Regions from separate parts of the Gossypium hirsutum genome. Here region 2 is linked to region 1. The links are chromatin contacts, called in public Hi-C maps. All regions are on one chromosome and are shown on one strand. Each heading gives the region's core, a stretch centred on a gene start, on an enhancer-like site or on the middle of the called end of the contact. The rest is flanking DNA. Distances are from core to core; before and after follow the strand shown. Region 1 has its middle 17 kb from the start of LOC107954563. Region 2 holds the start of LOC107954596 (elongation factor G-1, mitochondrial).

Region 1 (4,283 bases), core at 177-2,676:
TTGGTGAGATGATTACAAATGAGGGGAAAAGTCTCTATTTATAGTTAAGCCCTATTAGGTCCAATGATACAATTTAAATTGCATTAATGAATTAGATTAAAGTCTATCTATAAGATGAGAGTCCTAAGGAATTTGAACACTACAAAATCTTATCCTTAGGATTAATCATATTTATCCTAGTAACTCTAAATTAGTAGAGTGTTTCACTAGGTCACTATGCTTCAAGTTAATGGTCTTCCCTCTATGCTCCACTAATCGAGTCAGTTCAAATAGATTAAATAAGTCTAATTTAATCAGTTATTCTCGTTGAGCGATTCTGTGTGCTTTGATCACAAACTTTGATCCAGAGTACATTTTGAGGCTCTTTTCTTTCATAAGTTATTGACTTTTATTAGGCTTTTGTTTTGTAAAAAATTTAAGCCTTGTAAGTTCGTTGAATGAAATATCTCTTTGCCCAAGTAATATTGCCACAATTTCTAGTGAAATTAGTCATTAATTTTCCACTAGCAATAAGAAAACAAATACTTTGTCAATGGTATTATCTTTTAGAATATGTTAATAATGTTAATGTAAATAATGGATATTTGGAAGATTGCACATGTATGCTAGTATCGGAAAAAAAAAAACCAAGGGGAAAAAACATGAATGCAGTAATAAATTAAAGCCGATAAACTTACAAGTGGTAATTTGAAATATATGGTTAAAACATTTCATAAGTCTTTAATTTGTTGAATTTACTCTCTACTTTTATTTTTAAAAAAATTAATTTTTTTTATTTTTTAAAATTTAAAATTCAAGTTCAATTATAAATATTGTTAATTTTATTTTGTTAAATTTATTAATGTGATATTTTATAATAAAAAACACTAACTTGATAATCATATAATGTAGTAGTGAACTAAAATTTAACAAAATAATTTTATCAGTAATATGAAAAATAAAGAACTCAATTTTTAAAAAATAAAAATATAAGAATTAAATTCTAAATTTACGAAAAATAAATGATCTTATGGCATATTTTACCCTAAAAATTATTATCATGGCAATAAAATTAAAAAACACGTCATAAATGGATTTAAAAAGTTGTCATGTATGTTTTATTTATTAATTTTATGTAATTTTAGAATATTTGACTGTGAGGAATTTCTGAAAAAAAAATAAAAAATATATTCATAAAAAAATTATGTACAAAACCAAATGAGTTTTGGTTGAAACGATAAAACTGAATTTCTTTTTTAAATATTGGTGTGTATTTGTAGATTTATTTTGGATTTAATTTTTCTGTAAAATTTGTATAAATATATAAAAAATAAAAACTTTGTTACTTTTTGAATAAAATTAATTTTCAATTGAAATTAAGTAAGGCGCAGGGCTGTTTATTATGAAGTATTGGGCTTAAGGCTCACGCAAATTTTTGGCTTCAACTACCCATTTATTTGTGGGCTTCATAGCTTCCCATATTGGAACAGATGGGCTACATCGTTGTCGCCTGGGCATCGTTTTTAAACCAAAACTTTGGAATTTTATTTAAACATGTTTAAATGAGAAATAAAATCTAAATACAAACTTGTACAATGTATACATATTGATCCACAAGTGTGTATTTACAGTTTCAGTAAATAACATAATTACTATTGAATTGTTACTTAGCCTATATCAAAGCCAATAGTTCACAAAAAAATATTGAAAATTAAAGATTTCCAAAACTATATATGTTAATGATAATAAGTCACCTACCATTACATCTTCTCAATATAAAGTCTTATAGTCAAAAAAGGGTTAGTAAAGGTAGAAGGGTAAGGTAATACTAAATCATTATGGTTGAATAAGACCTTGGTTTGACCACCCAATTCTGTCTCTCTTTTAATTTCTCCGTATAAAAAATGGATGATGGTTTTAATTTTCATCAACATAGACTAGTATTTTGTAGAACCCTATGCTCGTGATGTGCAGCAGCTTTGACTGCTATTTGCAATCTTTTACCACATGACATGAATACAAAAGCATGTTGATAAAGACTTTAAATCAGCAAAAGCTGAGCTATATACATCACCTCAAATTAGATTTAGTTTCACCAGAAAGTTTGTGCGGTAGATACTTAACAACTCCTGATAAAAGATTGCCATTACAATTATATCTGTCTTAATCAACTGCTTACATCCAAGTTGGTAACAAAATAAAGAGGCAATTGGGGGTGTCTTTTTAATTCGTTTGAAGGGGCAAAAGAGCAAGTCGGTAGCCTAACTTTCACAGTTCAAAGTCCATTGCGTAATGAGTAGGCCTGATTTACCGGTGGCAGTGAACATTCAGACACAACCCCCTTCTTCACCTCTCTCTCTGGAAATTAATAAGAAAAACAAAATGGGAACTCATTCTTGTGCTGAGCTTTTCAAAGTTTCAAAGGAAGTAAGGAACCCCACTAAACTGACCATTTCGACCCACTACTGCTTTAGTGCATTGCAACCTTTTTTCACCATGAAATGTCATTTTGAAAAAGTGTGTATATTCTTATTTACAGCAAAAGTTGTAGTTTTTGAAAGAAAGAGAAAATTGGAATTGGCCTGCCATTGGTCGTCAAGCAACTTAGAAAATTGAACAACTTTGGAATTCTCAGACTTGTTACAAGGATTACTAGGCTGCTGGGCCCTTTGGTTAATGAACAAGAGGAAAATGACAAGATGAGCCACAAGAAAGTCAGCTGTCAATGGAATGATCTTCCTTGTATCATTGGTATAGTGAAGTCAAATTTCCAATCAATTTCAAGGGTAGAGTGGTATCTAGTTATCTTCAGCCGACGTATTGATAGGAGACATGGAGAAAAATTACGAAAAGCAAGCGGTAAAGGGACGGAAAGTTACAAAGATGACTCTCAAGAGTTGGCTATGAAATGTAACCTAACGTGCAGGAAAAGTTATATGCTATTTGCCTTTCTTTATCTCCATAATTTGATATTGGAAGTGAAGTGTATATTTCTCGGAATACATTTGAATTGTTTTCAAATGATAGTCAAAAAAGATATCGAGGCCAAGCGTGTAGAGACACACATCAGCATAACTTACTATGCACGGCCACAGGTTTCCCATTTCTCCAGCTGCATCGTGCCTTTGCTTGATCCAGGTTTAATGGATTTCATGGGACCATATGGGAATATGGAAGTGAACTCAAATGAAAAAAAAAAGCAGCATTTTTTGGGTCAAATTTAGCATCTTTTCAAATGGGTTTTATTTTATTTTGATTTATTTGCTGTTTTCCGTGAACAGGTTGGATGGATCACATGTGAGACAACCATTTGCTTTGGCAGTGTGTGAGGCTTTGAGTGTGGCCATGAAATCATGGTGTTTTGTAGCGTGAACTAAACAAAATTGATCCATAATACAACAATTCTTCTGGGTAATCAATAAAATATAGTAAAACGTAGTTTTACAGATTAAAAGATAAATCAAAAGAGAGGCAAAGAAAAGGGATATATGGAGGATAAGCATAAGCTGTCGAAGAAAATTTGTTAACACCAAGAAACTAAGGTTTTGTTAAGATTCATGTATATATTATATGCTGTAAATTAATGTACACCACCTTTTTTTGGTTGCTTTTATCGTGGCTATGTTGGTGGCCGATATTAAGACAACATGATAAGTCTTAGATTTTGCACTAGTTTATCAACCAAATGGGGGACAATTATTGCTTCATGTTACTGAGAGAACTACTGCATGTTAATTTTTAATTTTCCATTACTATATAATATATTCATCGAAGAATTGACTTGGAAATTTCTTCTTCCCCGTACTACAAATGGAGTTCCACACATCAGGATAGACAACAGTAACAGGGAGGCAACGGCAATCACGCCAAGATCAGCGGCAATAATGACGAAAATTTGATCTCAGAGAGGGAATGAAGCGGGCTAGTGCAAATCACTGAGCAATTAAGCACTGGATATTACAAATTAATGATGAACGATACATATGTGTGTGTGGGTAAAATAAAAATCAGAATGTTCTGTACAGTCGCAAACAAAAAAAAAAAAAAAGGATTCCAATGATGATGAAGTAAAAAAAGAGTAGTGGAAAAAAGAGGAGCAATGTTGACCTGGTTGGATTGCTTTGATGGGCTTTTTCAAGGCAAATTAAAGGGGTGGCTGACTGCCTTGTTTGTTTCTTTCTCAACCCCCACCCGTCGGAGTGTAAATTTAGAATGTGAAGTGGCACTCACTCTCACACACTGTTGAACTCCTTTCAATCTCTACCTTTTTATCATCATCATTATTATTATTATTATTTTTAATC
Region 2 (4,290 bases), core at 712-3,211, 410 kb after region 1:
CAAATAAAATAATGGAAATTCTGATGGCTGCCTTATTGTCAGAAGTTGGGTGACTGAAATTAATGGGAACCAAAGAACAGAATTAATCATAAAATACCTTGTTTTTGAATGCACTACCCATGAATACAGGAACAAACTTCCGTGCTATGGTTGCCCTACGAACTGCTTCCTGCTCAGAGCAAGCTACAAATTTTAGAACTCACATCAAGTTCATAAATCAAGTAAAAAGAAGCAGCAACATATAGAATTGTAAGGTTAAAACAATAGAAAAATAAATGTTGTGGTCTACACTTGGGTAACAGTTAAGCTAATTTCACATTGTAACATTTGATGCAAGAAAAAGCCTCCATCATCCACCCGTACAGCACATATAGAGTACAATGAAAGACCATTCAACATGAAGGATCATCGTAAATCCAGTGAAAGGCCATCAGCCCATAACATCCATATTCAAATTTCAGAAGCAAGCATGGACCCTGAATATTTGATGGGCATCAAGTCAAAGTGAAGGCAGGCATGCTATTTTCTCTGCCATTTTTTAAATGCAAAAGGGACACTAGATGGGCAGCATCAAATACACTTTCTATCAGTAGAAAAAAAGAATTAAATAAATCACCAGTCCCCGGACAGACCTCAAGATCAGCAGGGGAAATAGGCTCATCATTTAGAAATCCTTCAGCTAGTTTATCATCCACTTCAGAAACTACTTCTATTAGTTCACGTCTCTTTTCTGCAACTATGGCTTCCATATCTGCTGGTATACCCTCAGACACAACTTTTTCTCTGCAATAGTTATTATATGACCAAAAAGAAAGAACAGGAAATGAAAATGGCTGTTACACGAAGAAAAATTAAGTGAACCAGAGAGATCGAAACAAACCCGCTGGAACCATGAAAATAATAAGCTTTTAGCTGCACAAGGTCGATAAGTCCCTTAAAGTTTTCTTCCAAACCAATTGGAACTTGCACAGCCGCAGTATGATGCCGAAGCTTAGACCTTGCCTGACACCAGGCACAGAAACGATCAGAATGCCACTGTTAAATGTGTGAAGTTCAATAACATCAATTCAGTTACATGAATGTACCTGGTTGAGAACTTTCCATGGATCAGCTCCCATTCGATCGAGCTTGTTAATAAATGCGAGTCTTGGCACCTCGTATCTTCTCATTTGCCGATCAACAGTAATTGACTGACTTTGTACACCACCAACGCTACACAGAACTAAAATGGCACCGTCAAGAACACGCAGCGCCCTCTCGACTTCAATCGTAAAATCAACGTGACCAGGCGTATCGATTATATTAATCTGAAACAGCAGATGGAAAATTTGCACGTCATAATAAGTAACACAAAGAGTCAAATTAGGTCAAATTCAAAATACCATACGAACCTGGTAATCTTTCCAGGTGCAATACGTGGCAGCAGATTGGATAGTAATTCCTTTCTCTCTTTCTAAATCCATGGAATCCATCTTTGCTCCGACGCCGTCTTTCCCGCGAACCTCGTGGATCTCGTGGATCCGGCCGGTATAATAGAGAACCCGCTCTGTCAGTGTGGTCTTTCCCGAGTCGATGTGAGCGGAGATTCCGATGTTTCGGAGTCGTTCCATGGACTCTTTCCACCATGTTTCTTTGTCGTCCTTTGCTCGCGCGACGTTGCCAGCAGCGAAATGACGGACCTCGAAGTTCCCCAGGAGGAGGGCGGCGGTCGGGGAGGGGGAACAGTAGGGCGCCGCTTTGGTGGAGTACAAGGTGTAAAGGAGGCGCGGGACTGCGGATCTTTGGAATCGCGCCATGGTGGAATATGGGTAGTGCTGCTTGGTGCGGGCAAAACCCTAAACCCAAAATAAGGGGTTTTTAGTTTCCCGTTCGGGTTCTGAAAATGGGGCGGATCAGGAACAATTCGGATTCATTTTCTCCGGTGGTCGGTTAATTTGGATATTCGTCCGGGCCTATTTGGTGACTTCATTTGTTTTACATAAGCCCATTAGTTCTTGTTCTAAATATGTAGTTGGGCCCTAAAACAATCCAAAAAGAGACCAACAAATCATAGCACAAGGGTCCCAACCTCATATCTCAACCATACCACTAAGGTCACGTTTTGAAGCCAATGCCTAAACATAGGCGCTAGCCAATATCATGGCATGTCTCTGTTGAAGAAAGAATTCTTGATATCATTTACTTATGCAACAACCAAAAAATAACCAGCACATGAAAGAGCTCCACAACATACACCAAATCTAGCAACCGAAGGTAGTGGCCATTCTTTCGTTGGGTAATAGATGGATACAAACTCAAGCTACTACTTGTTAGGAGGTCGTCACTCCTTATCCTCCCTCATGTCTTTAATGACAATGCTTGAATTGGTCCCAAAGTATAGTGATAAAGTCCATCCTCCATTTTCTTCTCCACAACAATATGTCTTAGCGGTTATGTAATGATTCAAACGTCAGTGATGTCGAAAAGTGAGGTTTTGGAATCCTGTTTTCATAAATCGGATTCGTAAATTTTTTATTAAATATTTATGGAGTTGTGTTAGAAGTGAATTGAATTTCGGTTAGGTAATTTTTATCAAATTATTGCTAAATTAAGGTGCAGGGACTAAATCATAAAAATATCAAGTTTAATTGTTAATGAATTAATAAGTAGAACTTGATTGAGGGATTTTTATAGCAATTAAACCACTATTATAGTGATAGTGGAAGGTAATGTACTTTGTAATCGAAGAAAATGTGATAAAATTTTAACAAATTAATTTAATAAATAAAACATAATAATAAACAAGTTAGTGGGAAAAGTAGGTGAAAAAAAAACATTTAATCCATTTTCATGCAAAAACCGAATCGAGGAGAAAGAAAAATAGGAGACCAACGACCAAAGGGTTTCAAAGTTTAAATCTTCAATTGGTATGTTCAATTTAGTTTTTTCCTTATAATTTCTATGTTTTCGGAATCCTGATAGTTTAAGTTAGTTGACCCATGTTGTATATTTATACTATTAAAGATTTAGGATGTTACTATTGTTGAATAGTTGAAGTTTTTGGTGTTAATTTGATAAATTTTAAATTTAGAGTTGAAAAATGACTAAATTGTAAAGTCAATTGATGATTTTGTGCAATAGGGACTAAAATGCATAAATTTAAAAATTAGTGGTAAAAATGAGAAATAAAAGGTCCTAGAAGTACTATAGTCCCAGTCTTAGGGACTAAATTGAAAAAATACAAAAGTTTCATAAATTTACAATTAAGTATGAGTTTGTTTGTATATTGATGAATTGGTATGTTTGTGTTAATCCATAGCTATCATCGACCTGGATTTCTCAAAAAAGGAAGGAAAAGACAAAGTCATTGACGAATAGCTCGGAGTTTATGGTTTGTATTTTTATAACTCAAACCTTTTTCAATTGTTGCATTTACGAACTATGCTGCATAGTAATAACATAAGGTAACCTGGAAATGATAGAACGAGCTAATTTTAATCGATTTGAATTAGTTGTTGGTGATGAGGACTAAATTGAATAGTTTTAAAAATATGATATAATGTTATAATTATGCAATTGAATTCAATTGTGATGAGTTATACTGTCACATATGTAAATTGATGATTGGTTGATGATTATGTTGTGGACTTTAGAAATTGATTATTATAAATTGAGATGAAAAAGGATATTAAAGTTTAATGATTCAATGAATGTGAAATGGTAGTGTAATGCTACATATTAGTACTTTTGTTAATTTTGTTAATAGAAGCTATGAAGAAGTGGAAATTTACATGTTAATTTGCAGATCATCCATTACTTCTAACTCGTGCATTTGAATGTATTATATTATGTTTTAATATTCGGATTATAGAAATACCACTAAGTTTAAGTAGCGTACGGTTTTGTTTTTTGTGTGCAAGTTAGGTACTTTACATTTCAATCATCGACTCAGCATATAGTGACAATCCTGGACTCAAAAGTTGGTAATAGTTTGATTTGGATCATGACATGTACTTAAGGAGTCTTTGGTTAAATAATGTTTAATTTGGATTTTGTTGGCATTTTGAGAACCTTGTATATATATGCATAAACATGTGAGTGATGGCAATGTTGTCTTGTTGAATTGGTTGGTGTTGATAAGGTAATATGCTTGAGGTAATTAGTAAAAGAATGGTTTGTACTTGCTAGGTTGAAGGGTTTTGGTATGGCTTGTGTATGTTTATATGCTTGATATTGAATCATTGTTAAATGGTGTTTAAAGTGGTCAAATGATGTATGTTATCTTAATTGTTTTGAGCTGCCTTGGAAGGC

What was found. Hi-C and Micro-C count contacts between places; a contact is called where the count stands out from the background.
Region 2: a Hi-C map of leaf shows a contact between it and region 1, with 1.7 times the contacts expected there. The contact joins the promoter of LOC107954596 here to the enhancer-like site in region 1. A contact is called at or near these places in 3 of 34 Hi-C or Micro-C datasets (all in leaf).

What each region holds. Positions count from the first base shown.
Region 1 is chrD07:26,327,570-26,331,852 of Gossypium_hirsutum_v2.1, forward strand. No RefSeq gene overlaps it. Among protein-coding and RNA genes, the nearest start is that of LOC107954563, 17 kb to the left of the region's middle. Within about 2 kb of position 1,427, at least 3 of the 9 cell types and tissues checked have an H3K27ac peak or open chromatin away from gene starts, as enhancers often do. A contact at or near this core is called in leaf, where this site is marked.
Region 2 is chrD07:26,738,764-26,743,053 of Gossypium_hirsutum_v2.1, forward strand. It overlaps LOC107954596 (elongation factor G-1, mitochondrial), which reads right to left and starts at 1,962. Exons shown (of 20, transcript XM_016890197.2): 1 at 1,392-1,962; 2 at 1,086-1,307; 3 at 881-1,002; 4 at 633-783; 5 at 98-169. The coding sequence starts at 1,796.